Linked DNA regions of Mus musculus: region 1 is linked to region 2. Evidence: chromatin contacts called from public promoter capture Hi-C data. All regions are on one chromosome and are shown on one strand. The core of a region is the stretch at or near the end of the contact, and the rest is flanking DNA. Distances in the headings are between cores, read along the strand shown. Region 1 has its middle 9.9 kb from the start of Mir5046. Region 2 overlaps Nrxn2 (neurexin II).

Evidence for each region. Promoter capture Hi-C pulls out the DNA fragments that hold promoters and counts their contacts.
Region 1: a promoter capture Hi-C map of embryonic stem cells shows a contact between it and region 2, with 2.7 times the contacts expected there. A contact is called at or near these places in 7 of 39 promoter capture datasets (3T3-L1-derived adipocytes, the HPC-7 cell line, HPC-7-derived erythroid cells and 3 more), 1 of 484 Hi-C or Micro-C datasets (embryonic stem cells), 5 of 130 datasets of targeted methods (craniofacial prominence, embryonic forebrain, embryonic stem cells and 2 more) and 2 of 9 other capture datasets (adipose tissue and liver).

What each region holds. Positions count from the first base shown.
Region 1 is chr19:6,817,684-6,822,495 of GRCm38.p6, reverse strand. No RefSeq gene overlaps it. Among named protein-coding and RNA genes, the nearest start is that of Mir5046, 9.9 kb to the left of the region's middle.
Region 2 is chr19:6,528,509-6,533,394 of GRCm38.p6, reverse strand. It overlaps Nrxn2 (neurexin II), which reads right to left. Exons shown (of 23, transcript NM_001205234.2): 23 at 178-2,127. The coding sequence ends at 1,247. Among named protein-coding and RNA genes, the nearest start is that of Slc22a12, 12 kb to the left of the region's middle.

The DNA of each region.
Region 1 (4,812 bases), core at 541-3,040, 290 kb before region 2:
TCACTCTGGGGCAGAGGTAGAATATTCTTTCTGCCTCTGTAGAGCCAAGTTAGGGGAAATGTCTGGAGTTGTATGAGAGAGAGGAATCACGCTCCAGGTACAGTGACTTTGGGGGAACCTGGCCATGGAGCCCAACAGTCAATGTGTCAGCTTGGGTGTCACACAGATCTGAATTCAAAGGTTGCTATTAGTCACCCAAGGTAACTCCAGTTAAGGAATGGAGCTGTTACTATCTGAAAACAAGGCTTAGAAAGGCTGCACACAATGTCCAGAGTCACACAGCAGCAGCAGCAGCAGCAGCAGAGGCTACAAGCCCCTTCACCTCCCTGGCTTAATCCCGCCTCTCAGAGTTAGTTACCCTTGCCTTGCAGAGGTTTCTGCGGCCGTTTACTTTCCTTTATTACACAGTTCGGCTCGGCTGCACTGTGGGCCTGGTTATTGCTCTGACTCGGCGTAGCCTGAAGCAGTGGAGACTTGCTGGCTTGGCTGGCTGTCTAGTTGAAGTACATCCCATCAGTCAGCATGTGACATTGCCTCGTCGCTCATCTTAGCTCAGCCTTCCATTCTGATCAGCAACTCAGGATCTCAATGTGAAGATTGTGTCCCCGAGCAACTGGGAACTGGGTGGTGGGGGAAAAAAATGCTTCAGAGAGAAAGAGCAAATGCTACAAAGAAGAGATGGACAAGAAGCGGAAGATTCTGAGGAGGATCAGAGCGTCCCGGTGGGTACCAGCTGAGCATGTGTGCCAAAGGAGGAAGGTGTAATGAACTGGCTAAAGAGCGTAATCGACTTTTCCTTTTTAGCTTTTGAAGTGGTCTCATTATGTAACCCTGCCTAGCCTGAACTCACTATGTAGACTAGTTGTCCTTGAACTCACAAAGACACTCACCTCTTCACCTCTGCCTCTACCACACGGGCTTGAGAGTCTGGCACCTCACCACACAACAGATTAAGTAACCCAAGCTAAACAGAAAGTAAAGAGCTGCCGGGCATGGTGGTGCACGCCTTTAATCCCAGCACTCAGGAGGCAGAGGCAGGCAGATTTCGGAGTTCGAGGCCAGCCTGGTCTACAAAGTGAGTTCCAGGACAGCCAGGGCTACACAGAGAAACCCTGCCTCAAAACAAACAAACAAACAAACAAAACCACAACAACAAAAAGAAAGTAAAGAGAAGAATGGGAAATCAAAGTGGTCCCTTCAAAATCACTTCCTTATGCCAACAAGGTGGTCTGGTCTGGTGGGTAAAGGCTGAGTTTGAACCCTGGGACCAGCATGGGAGGACAGGACCCTGGAAACTCCAGTGCAGGCACGCACACAACAAAGGAAGAATGGAATTTGCGTCTTTCGTTCTAAGGCAGGAGCACGCAATGCAAACAAGAAGTGGAAACTGGACAGACAGCTAGGGCAGGATCCACAGAAGCAGCACCTAGAACCCTCCTTAGTGATCCGGCCAGGAATGCTACCAGAGAGTCCCAGGTCCTCATCCCTCCTCAAAGTCGCCACTCCTGCCAGGAGCCGAGCTGCAGGGCGTGGACTGGAATTCCAGCAGACAATGTTCTCTTTTGGCAAACAACTGCAGAACCAAATCCTGAGATTTCCATAGTGAAAATGGGCTAAAATGGGCTAAAATGGGCTAGAGCCTCCCCTCCCCTGTTTCAGCTTACCTCCAAATGATTTTAGGGTTACCTCTTCAGAGATGGGCTGACACAGCAAAAGCCTAGGACATGTCTGGCTTGGGCGGAGACAGAGCATTCCAAGCTACCTAAAACATCGTTAGTCCAGTTGGGCCAGTCAATCACCCGTCCCACTCCAAGGCAGGCAGGCTGAGAGATGGGTGGAATAATTATCCCTTTAATGAGATACCGTGCTTTCTTTCCTAGAATCCCTGCCTTCTGTTGCGGTCCCTACTAAGGCCAGGAAGTTCAGCTGGGTCTGTCCTCCTTACTGAGTCCTGATTCAGAAAGCTGTAAGGTTCCCTTTTCCTGTCTCTTTCTTTAGATACCTCTAGAACATAAATGTGTAATCTCTGGTACTTAGGCTCTCTCTCTCTTTCTTTAAATTCCCTCCCTGCCCCACTGCTAGCTGCTTGTCTGCCTCAAAACAGCCTCCTTTCTGGCTTAACTCAAGTAGCATGGATTTTTCCTCCTCCTCCTCCTCCTCCTCCTCCTCCTCCTCCTCCTCCTCCTCCTCTTCCTCCTCTTCCTCTTCTTCTCCCTCCTCCTCCAGGCAGCCACTGAGATTTCCTGCTCTGGGGTGTTTCTTTTTAAATTGTTCCTTTTAAATAAACTTTGGCTTTGTTTGACTTTCAAATTTTTCCTGCCTTTTAATTCTCTAATTAGGAGAGAAAACACACCCATTCCTGCATACCTAGATGATATCACACTGGGAGAGAGAAGAGCGGAAATACTGATCCATCACCTCTGGTTCCATGAAGTTATTTTTTTTTTAAATTGATTCATTGATTTATTGATCTGGGGGTCTCATTGTGTAGTACAGACAAATCTTGAACTCCTGGACTCAAACCAGCCTTCTGTCTCAGCCTCTCAAGTAACCAGGGCTACACATGAGCCCAGCTATACACAGAGCCCAGCTTTACAATTTTTTGGCAAACTAAGGCATAGAGAATTATTTCATTATTGTTTTGACAGCAGCCTGTGTTGCCAGGTGTGGTGGCACACACCTCGATTCCCAGCACTCAGGACACAGAGGCTGGCAGATCTCTGTGAGTTTGAGGCCAACCTGGTCTACAGAGTGAGTTTCAGGTCAGCCAAGACTACACAGAAAAACCTTATCTCAAAAGGAAGAAGAAGAAGAAGAAAGAAAGAAAAAAGCAAGCAAGCAAGCAGCCTGTATGGTAACCTTGGCAGTTATCATTTTGTCCCGATTTCCCAGAATGCTTTGCTGGAGAAAGACAAGGAATAAATGAGACCACTTTGATGTTAGCTTGCTTGGGCCCCAGTACAGGCATAAGTGTGAAGCAACTCTGTACTTTTTTATACCCTCTCAGTGGTGCAAGATGGCGGCGAACTTGTTGCAGCAAGTCCCAGGAAGGAGGCACGTCTTTTGAGCTTTCTGGACAGTATCCAGGCTGCGTCCTTTTCTTGCAGAGGGCCCACATTATCCGTGAGAAGCTTCCTGTAGCTCTCAGGCCTGCCCTTCATTCAGCAGTCAGAAGTGGGTGTGTGGAGGGGTGGCAGGGAGTGGAGGGGGGAGGGGGTAGGAGGGAGTTGCTCTTGCCACGGCCAATAGCCACACCCTTGGTTTTAGCTACAGAAAGCCTAGAGAGCTGAACCGTGAAGTCTTACAACGCCCCCCTCCCCTGCTCAGAAGAGGCCAATGTGACTTAAGCAGAGGGCTGGGATGTGGTAGAGGTGGTGGCCGTAGCTGGCAAGATTCCTGCAGAAGCCCAGTCAGCGGGAAGGTGGGAGCGGGGGCTGTGTGTTGGGGAATTATCTCGTTTCTTACCCTCCACTGCCTGGCATGGGAGCTTGGAATCAGGAGGTGACTTAAAAGATGGGAACCTCCTGTGAATGATGGCAGGGAGAGAAGGGACCAGATACACTGATGGGAGCCATGCTCCTGCCTCAACCCTCCACCAGGACTTTTGGGACTTATTTTTTAAAAATTGTGTGTGTTCATTGTGTCTGTGGTGGTTGGAAGATGGGTGCCATCCTCTGAGATGGTCAGATGATCATGGGCCTCCCAGCGTGGGTGCTGGGGTCAGAACTGAGGTCCTCAGCAAGAGCACTAGATAATGCGGGCACGCGTTTAGGAGTTCTGCCATCTCTACAGCCCCTGCAGTTCCTTTTTTAAGGCAGAAAAGGTAACCCCCTTCCTGCTCCAGCCACTTTCCTTTTAGCTGTCTAGTTTGTCCGTGGTGCAGGTTTTTATCAGACAGTCACTGTCTTGGGAGCTTGTCTCTAGTCACAAATGAAGAGGAGTCCGACACGTGAGGTCCCTGAGGTGCAGCATCTCCTGTTTGCTGATTGAATAAGTAATCATACCAAGTGGAGTTTAAAACACAGTCATCTCTTTTCTACTCTCTCTTTCTTCTTTGTTTCTTTCTGAGAGACAGGGCCTCCTGCAGACCAGACTGTGGCCTTCAGGCTCTGCTTCCCAAATGCTGGGATTACAGGCGTTTGCTACAATGTTGCCTCCTCCTTCCATCCCCCCCCTCCCTCCTTCCCTCCCTCTTCTTCTTCTCCTCCTCCTCTTCCTTTCTATTTTTAGGGGTCTGAGTGAAAGCAAGATCTTGCTGTGCATAGCCCAGGCTGGCCTCAAACTTTCTGCCCAGGTCCTGAGATCACAGGCTGGGCCACCTGTTAGGTGTACTTTTTTATAGCCTACTTTAATAAGGGTTCAACCTCCCCATTAGCCCAGCACCCACCAGAGGTAGTGGAAAAGAAAGGTTATTAGGATACAGGGGAAGTGGATCTGTTTAGAAATAGTTCTCTGGGGTGATTCCAATCTTCGTTGAATCAGCAGCTGCAGCCCAGTTGCCCAGCAGACACCACACATGAATCTGCAAGGTCAGTTCAATCCAGAAGAAACGTCGAGACTGGCCAATCTGCTCAAGTCCGTGGAAGCTGCAAGAACCTCGAGAGAAGTTCTCTGTCCGGTTTCTCTCTATGAAGTCACCACAGGCGAAGCTCAGCAATGCAATCTAAGTTGATAGTCTTATAATCATACATGCATGCTGTCAGCGAAGACTATGGAGATGGAGCAAAGCAAACCAACACTTGAGCTCCCACTGTCTGTGGGGTCCTTTCTAAAGTCCTGTATCCTTTCACCTGTGTCTGCTTCAGCGAAACA
Region 2 (4,886 bases), core at 2,330-4,829:
TCAAGACTGAAACTTCAATCTCATCCTCAGGCCCTACATTGTGGAAGCTGAGAACTGATCCCTCTAAGATGTCCTCTAACGGTACACACATCACACACAAAGTATTTAGAGGAAACTTAGCAACTGTCAGGTGCACCCACTGAGAGCACCCACCCCGAACAAACTACACAGGACTGGTGGAATTTGGAAAGTTTTTGTTTTCTTTTTCCCACACATTTCCGGGTTTGGGGTGTTTTCCAAGACTCAGACACATTTGTTAACAAAGAGAAAAAAAACTGGGGGAGCAGGGAGCCCATGGGCAGAGAAGTGACCCCAGCCATCCGCAGACACAGCCTCACTCCCGCCATCCCCTGCACCTGCAGCTAGCTGGTGCCACAGACGCAGCTCTGGTACCTCGATTATTTGTTTTTAATATATATCTGCATTTGCCTTTCCCCTCCCCCCGCCCCCCCACCCGCTCCTCCAGCGGCTTCGGCTTCCCAGCAATGCACGTTGCCCGGCAGCAGCGACACACACAAAAGGCCTTGGCCAGGTCCAGGTCCAATCCCTGGGCAGCCCCAGGCAGGAGGGGACTTGGGGCACTAGGAGAATGAACCCTACTGCCCCGCCCCAGCCACCCAATCTGGGTCGCTCTGGGTCCACCCGCCCACCCTTCTTCTCCCAGAGACTCTGGAAACCCAAAGGAAGGGAAGCAGAGAAAAGAGAGTTTAAAAAAGAAAGAAAAGAAAGGAAAGGAAAAGAAAAGAAAAATAAAGAAAAGAAGAGAAAAGAAAGGGAGTGGGGCGGAGGAGGGTAGGGACAAGAGACAGCAAGCCTGAACCGGGACAGGAGGGCTGCGAAGAAGGAAGGCGAGAGGAAGAAGAAAATCGAGGGAAATAAACGAACGGCGCAGTGGACACTTTACAAAACCCCAGCCTTCCTTCCCGCCCAGCCCCACCAAAATAAAACTACCCCCCTTAAAAAAATAAATCAACCCAGGGCTGTGAGCACGTGCCCTGCCTGACAGGCGCAGAGCGGAGGACAGCCAGCCCCAGAGCTGACAGTGCGGCGCCGAGGGCAGCGGGAGGGAAGGGGATGAGCACGTAGTAGTTATATTCCTTTTCTTTTTCTTTTTTTGCGTTTCCTCTTCGTGGGAGAAGCCTGAGGCAGCCGGGGAGAGGGTCCCCAGATCCCCCTGCAGGGAGAGGGCCGCACCCTCCTCCCTCCTGGGAGGAGCAGCTGGCAGTGGGGTGCCTGGACTGGGTGCTCAGACGTAATACTCTTTGTCTTTGTTCTTCTTGGCCTTGCTTGGCGTCTTGGGGGCAGCAGGGGCCTTCTCCTTCACCACCGCCCCATTGCTCTGGGCCGAGTTACTGATGTAATTCCGGCTCTGGTCCACCTGGTAGGAGCCCTCGTCGCGGTTGCGGTACTTGTACATGGCGTAGAGGAGAATGAGGATGCAGAGCGCCGCCGCCGCCACGATGCCCACCACCATGCCCGTGGTGCTGCTGGATTCGCGGATCACCTCCACTGCACCTGGCGGGCCGCGCTCCCCCGGACCCGTGGGGTTGGCTGTGGGCAGACGGGGGAAACCGGGGGCTGAGGTCACGCCGGGGCGCAGGGGAGGCGGCCGCCGCGGCTCGAAGGCCGTGGGGACCCCAGGCCCCAGGGGTGGGTTCTCCAGCAGCGGCTGCAGTGGGTCTCGGTGGTTCATTTTGCCCGCGGGCAGGTTGGGGGCTGGGGCGGAGGGCGCAAATAGCACCCCGGGGGCGCCCGTGGCCCCATCTGTCCTGAGGTTGGGTCGGGGCTTGCGGGGCGACAGGAGGGTGGTGCGGTCCGTGACCAAGGGGAAAGTAGTGTAAAAGTCCTCGTCGTCCGTGGGGGGGAGGCTGGAGTCAAAGACCTCCCCGGAGGCGAAGCCCGAGGCTTCCACGGGCTCCTCGCAGTCGCTGTCGTCGCGCTCGGCCTGACACGGGCCCCCCGAGGACGGGCGGCGCGCGGCGGGCGGAGGCAGGGTGTCTTGGGTGGCACCCACGCCCGTGAGAAAGGGGTAGAAGGTGGGGGGTGGGGGCACGAAGGGGGATCGGGTGGCCACGGGAGGAGGGTCTAAGGAGTCCTCCGTGATAATGGGCAATATTAACTCTCCTCCTAGGAAAAGAAAGAGAAGAGAGAAGAGAGGGCGTCAGCGAGGGCCAGGGCGCGGGCGGCCGGCACAGAGAGAGAAACAACAGCCTCACACCCAAATCGGTTCAATTGGCTTTGGCGGAGACTACGCGGGCCGGGCCCGCCCGCCAGCCGGCCAGCGCCTGCGCTTTAAGCGGGCTGCGGCTCGGATGCCCTGGGCACCCCACGCGCGGGCTCTGTGACTTTGGGTTTTGGTCTTTTTGTTTCGTCTTAAGAAACCAAACGGAACAGAAAGGAAAGGAAATTGAAAAGAAACGGAATTTTTTTTTTTTCTACTGGTTTAAGGCTTTAAAAACATACAACAGCAGCATTTAAACAAACCTAACAACAATATCTTTTAGGGTTTTTTTTATATATATTTCTTTTTGCTTTTTTTTTTTTTTGCTTTTGTTTTTAAAAAAGAAGATAGCATACCACGGAATTCAGGCAACTTACATCAACAAATAGGCCGTGTGATTTTAGCATGAAGAAAAAAATTACAAACAGAGCTGTGTAAGCGGGTTCTCCCGAAAAAAAATAAGAAAAAACAACTTTTCCGTACAACGTTTTCTGTCTATCTGTTTGGCATCTCCCTCCCTGGACAGCCTGCTTCCTCCAGAAAGATCTCTCTCCTCCCTCTCTCTTCCCCCTCATTGAACACGAGACTGAAATTTACACAGTGCGTGTGCGGGTTAGGTCTGGGGAGTGGCACCATTCAGTGACATCGTGGGAACAGGAAGGGTCAGTGGAGAGGCCATGGAAAGGAGAGACGATGGCTGGCGTGTCTATGTGAGTGTGAACTCGGGGGTGGGGGTGGGGTTGGGGAGGCTGGCCGTGGAAAGGACCTGGGGCTAATTTCAGAGGGCCATGGGAGGAAACTTTAACCGGGAATGCTTGTGTGGAACAGTGGGCAGGGAGGATCAGACACACTGGAGCTGGGTTTGTCCCTTAGGATTCTGGGAGGTGGTGAAAAGTTCAGAAGATGCATGGAGGTAGGGAGGATTGGGAATGAGGGAGGGAGGACGGAGAGTGAGTGAGGGCGGAGGTCATATGATTACTGAGCTAAACCTAACTCTCCACTTTCTTCACCCTCCACCTCTGACCCCCACTGACTTCCCCCCACCCCCTCCCCAGAACCCCCATGGACCGCCAGAACCTGGCCAGGTTATGACTGCTTCTGGCCCTCTTATTATTGTTCAAACAATAATAAAACAACGGAAAGAAGGAGAAAGCAAAAAAAGAAAAGAAAACACATACACAGCCATCTGGGAGGGACGCGCTAGCTAAAACAGGGCCCAGGATAACTAATTGGGAAGGCGTGTGATAGGGAGAGGGTATTGTCTTCTCTTTTAGTCTAATAACTCAAGTACCCTGGGGCAGAAACTGCAATTCCCATCAGCTTCCTGTGGGCGGGAACTACAGGTCCCATTAGGCCTTCAGGGGGCATGAACTACACCTCCCATCTATCTGTGGGTCAACAACTACAACTCCCATCAGCCTCCTGGGCCTCTTCACTAAGCAAAGCTCTGCAAGCCTCTGACCTCCGGTAGATAGAAGCTGAATAAGCAGCTCTAGGCTGGAAGGAGGGCTCAAACTCTGGCTTTGGAGGTTGCCTCTGGTCCTTTTGGCTATGGAGTTGAAAATTTCCTCTCCGGCTCTACCTCCAGCTCAGTCTACGCCCAATCCCTACCTGAGCACTTCTCTTGGTTGTCCGCACCCACAGTCTTTCCACCCCTCTCTCTTAATCATCCCAGGGCTTCCTTTAGCAGATCCAGCAGCCAGGCCAAGTCTCACATCCAGAGCCTTCTCTGCTCTGCCTACCCCCGCCTTCTTGGGGGCTTAACTTCTCACACACCTCTTGAGCCTTTCCTCCAGCAGCTCCATCCATCTCACGGAGGCCACAGCAGACCCTTGCCACTGAAGGAGGAGGGACCTTACCAAGCGTCTCAGGCGTACTTCCCCTCAGGTTCCCTTACGCCGTGAAGTTTACAGCCTAAGAGTGCCTAGCCCTCCACAGACTTAGCCATGTGAAATGCTGACCCAAGAGCGGATTGCCCAGTTCCACTGATGGAAATCAAGACCTCATGGATGCCGGGCAAAGCACTCCAGCTCTCCCACTAATACATCCCAACCCTCGACCCCAGCTTCTAGGAGATGAGGATACTGGGGCCTAGAGAGGGCAGGACTTCCAAGAGAGGTGAATAAATGAACTGGCCAGTCCCTTCGGTGGCTCCCCGAAGCCAGGAAAGGGGTCAGGAATGTCTGGGCCACCACTCTCATGCCTCTAGGAGGCTGGCAGGCTGCTCACTCACCTGAGAAGCCAACCTGGAGGCTCCAGGTGTATCAACTGAATTGCTGTGTGACTACAGACATGTGCACCTCTATAAATCTAGAATGTTGCCATGCATGGTGGCACATGCTTGTGATTCCAGCACTCAGGAGGTGGAGGCAGGAAGATCGTTTCAAAGATCTTCAACTACATAGCAAGTTCTGGCCAGCTTAGGGTATGTGAGGCTCTGTCTCAAATAACCAAAATAAATAAACTAAGGAAGTGAGCCTCAGGCCCCGTTGCGCCTGGCAACGCTTCATTCCCATCCACTGGCCCGGCCTGGCTCGCACCCTCTGCCAGCTCTGCCTTCCACCTTTTCCATCACAGACCGAGCCACTACTGAGAACTCCAGCGTCAAAGCCTAACCTAACCTGGCTTATGATCTGCAATCAGCTGGCCATCACCGGAGACCCAT